Regions from separate parts of the Mus musculus genome. Here region 1 is linked to region 2. The links are chromatin contacts, called in public promoter capture Hi-C maps. All regions are on one chromosome and are shown on one strand. The core of a region is the stretch at or near the end of the contact, and the rest is flanking DNA. Distances in the headings are between cores, read along the strand shown.

Region 1 (2,700 bases), core at 118-2,617, 390 kb before region 2:
CATATTGAGTTATATAGGCAAGACACTATGTAGTTAGTGACCAGCTGGGATTCCAGATGGCATTGAGATGGGATTAATTTACCTCTGTTGGAGGACTACATTGTGCTCAGTTTTGCATTTTATTTACAAAGGTCAAGGGAAGATTAGGGAAGTTCAGTCAGTCCCTGTTCTCAGACAGGAAGATTAGCATTGGCCTGTGGATGGGAGCCAGGGCACCAGGTCTAGGAGCTCGGGTGTGCATGACCTGACCTACGTGGCCCTTTATCACTCTCAGCCCTTCAGTGTAATGGCCCGTTCAGTGCAATCAAGGTATAAATAAATCTGAGATATTCTAAAAGAACGCAAAGGCAAGCCTGGAGATACTGTGTGAGTATCTATTTGTTATAGAACAGGCTGCCCTGCTTTCAGACTGCGTTAATTTCAAGTCTTTTCAGGGATAGACATTGCCCATACAGCTCTGTTGCTTGATTCCTGGTAAGTTACTGGAAAGTATTGTAATCCTGTTGCTGTAAGGGGAACAGAAGCCTGGCATCACTCATTGCCTGAACAAATTTACAAGAGCAGATGTGATACTTAAGCCAAATAATTGCGTAAGGCAAAAAAAGAAAAGCCAAATGACAGCCTGCCCTGGTGGCAGTGCACCAGCCGATGCCTTCAAAACAGGAAGTGGCGACCTGTGAGTCATGCGGGGAGGGCACTGGAAGTGGGGAGAAGTTCTTGCAGGCTGGCCCGGTGGTCAGGTTCCAACCCACTGCCGCTGCTCCCTTCACGTCAGTCACCCGGGTTATTTACCAGGGTGTGAGCTGTGCCGGTTCCCCAGCCTGGCTGCATGGCTTGAGCTGGAGGCACCAGCTTTGCCAGGCCAGAGTCTTTTGTGTGAACCCTGGCCTGGAGCACAGAGAGCTTAGGCAGAGAGTCAGGCCTGCCCCTGGACTCCCTCGAGGCTAACGTCTCTTACCTTACCAGCTAACAGGAATCAGCTGGCATGCTTTATCAGCAGTCAACGTTCCCAACTTTGGTCCCATAGGTTTGGGGTGGGGCCTGGGGATTTCTATATTTACCAGGCTAAATAGAAAGCTGCTTCCTGCCCTGTGAACAGCACCTCTAATGGGCAATGTACAGAATCAACGCGGTGCAGGTGAGCCATGAACTCCAGTTACCTGGCAGGTTGAGTCAGTGTGGGGCTTCTTGCCCGTGGCCACTATACCTCCAAGGCCCCAGAAAAGCTGTCCCAAGTGTTGCCCAAAGGCAGCGAAACTCAATGTTTATTGATTTGTTACTGTTTTGTTACTCTGCAGGTTTTACTTAATCCCTTTTGTTCAGAGTCCTTTCTGAAAGTAAGCCCAGGCTCTGTGGAAATCAGGGCCCTCACCTAACATGGCTGGGTACATAGCAGGTGGCTGGAGTCTTTCCAAATACAACAGCTAACGTGGGGGAGGGCCCTCCCACAACAGCTAACGTGGGGGAGGGCCCTCCCACAACAGCTAACGTGGGGGAGGGCCCTCCCTCCTTAACCAAGTGATTCGTGTGCTTTTAGGGAGCAGGAAATGGGGCATTAGCAATGTGGAGCAGGAAGCCCAAAATTGGTGGTAAAATAGAATTATGTGGCCTAATGAGTTTTGGAAATCACCCTAATCACATTTGGTATTAGTCCAGGCATTTTTTTTTTCTCAATTGAAAATTCAACGCAACCAACATTTATGAGGAGTTGAATATAACTGAAGAAATGTGAAAGGGGAGGGGGCAGGGCGGAGAGATGGCTTCGTAATTAAGAACACTGGCTGCTCTTCCAGAGGACCTGGGTTCAATTCCTAGCACCCACAGACAGCTTACAACTGTCTGTGACTCCAGTTCCAGGGTACCTGACATACATGCAGACAGTACATCAGTGCACATAAAATAAAAATTAACAATTTTTAAAAGGAAGACATGTGAAAGGACCTGCAGGTACTAGAGGCAGTCCTGTAACCCCACCCCCAGCCCTGTTTTCAAGGTCAGTAGAGATAGGACATGTTCATACATTATGATCCCAGAAGTAAAGGCTGAGCCCACAGGCATGGAAAGGGAGGCATGGTTTGACCAGGTGCACTTCATTCCTCTGTTTCTGCCGACTGGCTGCTTTTCTCTTTGGAAGATAGATATTACTAACTTTACACCTGAGTGTCAGTGCCTTTCTGTGTCCTTGTTTAAGGGACATTTTCACCGGATCCATAGGCTACTTTACATTTTCCAGGATCTTGTCAACCCAGATTAACCCACGGTGACATTTTACTCCTGACCGCTCATTGGTTTGGCGTGAACTTTGGTGTCGGCTTCGGAACGGCGGGGAGTGTAAATCATATGACTTTTGTTTTAAGTCACCACATGACTGTCTGGAGCCACTCTTCAGGCTGAGCACATTCATTCCCGTAGGTGCTAGGCCTTCATGTGACTTTTAAACCCTCCCCACTGGCAGGCTTTATTTGCCCGTGTGACACACTGCCGATCAGATCCACCATGTGACAGACACAAGGTCGTGATACACTCACCCGTTTCTCCCACCGAGGGAGCCTGTGCTTGGCCCCCCTGTGAAGCTGGGATTTGGCTGTCATCTGGCTGTAGGTACATATGGAGGTCCACAGTAGTTAGAACTGCCAGACACTAAATCCTGTGTAGCCAGCAGTTTTTCTTGCCCAGTCTGGTGAGTTCAGTAAACCCGAA
Region 2 (2,700 bases), core at 113-2,612:
GCCATACAGAAACCACACACAAAAAACCACACACAGAAATACCACACACAAACTCTCTCTGTCTTTTACACCAGCGAGATTCCCGCCCCCTCATCACTTGGAATGATGCCTTCCTACTCCTAACAATCCTTTGCTCATTCTTCCCAACAGGGCTCCTGGGTCTCAGGGGTGAAGAGCATTGCGGCTTTAGCAGAGGAACCCATAATCAATTCTATTCCTGTCACCTATATAGCAGCCCACAACCATCTGTAACTCCAGTTTCAGGGAATCCAACACTCTCTTTTCTGACAATCGCACAGTGCAGATATACATGCAGGCAAAACACTCATAAACACAAAATAAAACCAGGGCTGGATACTGCTCAGTGATAGAACACTTGCCTAGCATGTGGTTTCAACCCTCATTAACCCCCACCCCCACCCCCACCCCACCAGCGGTTGGGGGAACCTCACAGGAACCATATCAAAAACAAAAGCTCCGACTCTTCTCTGTTGACAGGCCACCACCATCGAGTGAAATTCCTTTTGATCTCTAAATGATCTTTTGCACACAGCCTAGCCTGTGCTGCTTGCATTCATTCATACCATAAATGACTGGGATCTATAAAGATGGGAATGGGCACTGTGGGGACAGGCCTGTAGAGATCACTTACATCTCAGAAATAGGACCCGAGATGTACCACTATTTGGCAGGATATACTAGCCTCTTATTGCAATTAACATAGCATTAACCATCCACCTCAGGACCCGACACCCAGCACGCGAGATGTCATTTATTTCTTTGCTAACCATCAGGCGCCCACCATGTCACCTGGCACCCCTTTGGGTACCTGGGACTCCGCAGTGACTGAGACATGCGCAGCTGCTTCAACAGAGGCTCTGTGAAAATGTGACGCAGGTACTGGTTCCCAACGCGTAGGAGAAAGTCAGCGGCAATTTACCCCACAGGTGTCAGCTGGCAAAGCCTGGAGACCTCCAGCTTATTAGGAACGCGGAGGAAGGACGATCCAGGTTTCTGATTGATACAGCCAGAGACGCTGTTCAACATCTAATAAAAGGATCAAACGCATACACATACATTCACGCGAGCAGACACACCAAAGAATTATATGGCTCAAAATACCAATGGTGGCGAAGTTTTCAAGACTTGAGCACAGGGTGGTATGGAAGGACGGGAAGGCGCGGTGCTGCTGAAGTGCACGCCCCCGCAGCTGCAGCTGCAGCGCAGCGCGCCTGGTGCGAGGGACGCTCTGGGTCCCAATCCGCCCAAGGCGTGCGCTCGGAGCCCACAACCCGCGCAGCCCCGAACCGAACGGCGGAAAGCACCAATACCTGCACCAGCATCCGCAGCCAGCTGCACCGCAATAAGCGTTCAGAACCTTGTCCCGCAGCAGCTGCGCGCGCAAGACTTCGGGACCCACTGCGCCTGCGCAAAGGCTAGGAACTACGATTCCCGGGGTCCGCTGGCCTGGATTTCAGAAACTCCAGTGCTTTCCATAGGCTATTATCTGGCCTGTTGCGCATGGTCACAGAAAAGCGTCTGGGGGGCTCAGCTGCTAAATTATTGCTGCGCCAGAGGCTTAGAGGCCTAGAACACACTTAGGTTTTTAGATCTAAGCAGTCCGGCATCCACAGTAACCTTAAATCTTCCTCAGCTTCTCCCAGCACCACTGTTCATTAGAATGCAAAGTTGCAAAAAATCCACTGAGGAAACATTAGGGATGCCTTTAATGTAAACCATAAGTAACACAGCAAAAACACTATACAAATGTCATCCTCTGGCTTCCACACCTGCCACCATGGTCCAAGGGCAAGCACCCTACACAAAGCTTTGCCTGCACTGTTGCAATAGCTTCTTCGTTTCCCCCCTTGTCCATCACTTATACCATGTCTAGGCAGATTATGTCCCTCCCAAGGAAGGACTGCTCAAAACGCTAGTATCTTAGTTACTTGCTCTTTTACTGTGATAAAATACCCTGACAAAGGCAACCAAGGAGGAAAGGGATTTATTTCAGCTCGCAGCTCAAGGTACGGTCCTCATGGCAGGGAAGTCAAGGCGTCAGGAGCCTGAGGCAGCTGGTCACGTGGCATCCACAACCATGAAGCAATGAGCTGTGGATGCATGCTGGTGCTCATGTCCCTTTCTCTACTTATACAATCTAGGATTTCCTGCCCGGGAAATGGTGCCACCCACAGCAGGCAATCAAGATAATCCCACATAGGCATGCCCATAGGCATGTCTACCAAGTGATTCTAGAGGTGGTTTAACTGATAATGGAAGATAGAGCCGTGGCATCCCAGTATCCCAGAGATGATAGTAGTACTGGAATGTGGAGACATACAGCAGCCATTGATGGGCAGGAGCAAGTTAACACAAGTGAGGCAGATCACATTTAGTAAAGATGACCACATCAGCATCTATATCTACTCTAGAAGATTGTCCTACAAGTATACTGCTGATGTAACTCCTTTGAGAGCAGTTTCTAGATTTTTGAAATTAGGGTGACGGCTCTTAGCTCATAAAGTCCAGAAATGGGCCGAGGGTGCTGTTTAATGGTACTGCAGCTGCCAAAGAGCATGAAGTTTGCTTCTGCGTTTGCTTCAGATGGAGGGTGGGGTGTTCATTTGAATGTTTAAAAGCAGGATCCATCCATCATACAACCCAAGTTTTTTTGTTTTGTTTTGTTTGTTTTTATTATTT

Evidence for each region. Promoter capture Hi-C pulls out the DNA fragments that hold promoters and counts their contacts.
Region 1: a promoter capture Hi-C map of pre-B cells shows a contact between it and region 2, with 2.4 times the contacts expected there. The contact joins the enhancer-like site here to the promoter of Zkscan16 in region 2. A contact is called at or near these places in 2 of 39 promoter capture datasets (the C10 cell line and pre-B cells), 1 of 115 datasets of contacts at active chromatin or transcription factors (large pre-B cells) and 1 of 9 other capture datasets (embryonic stem cells).

The regions. Positions count from the first base shown.
Region 1 is chr4:59,329,853-59,332,552 of GRCm38.p6, reverse strand. All of the region lies in intron 13 of Susd1 (sushi domain containing 1), which reads left to right. Among named protein-coding and RNA genes, the nearest start is that of Gm35578, 49 kb to the right of the region's middle. Within about 2 kb of position 1,367, at least 276 of the 459 cell types and tissues checked have an H3K27ac peak or open chromatin away from gene starts, as enhancers often do. A contact at or near this core is called in pre-B cells, where this site is marked.
Region 2 is chr4:58,942,290-58,944,989 of GRCm38.p6, reverse strand. It overlaps Zkscan16 (zinc finger with KRAB and SCAN domains 16), which reads right to left and starts at 1,362. Exons shown (of 6, transcript NM_001099323.3): 1 at 1,332-1,362.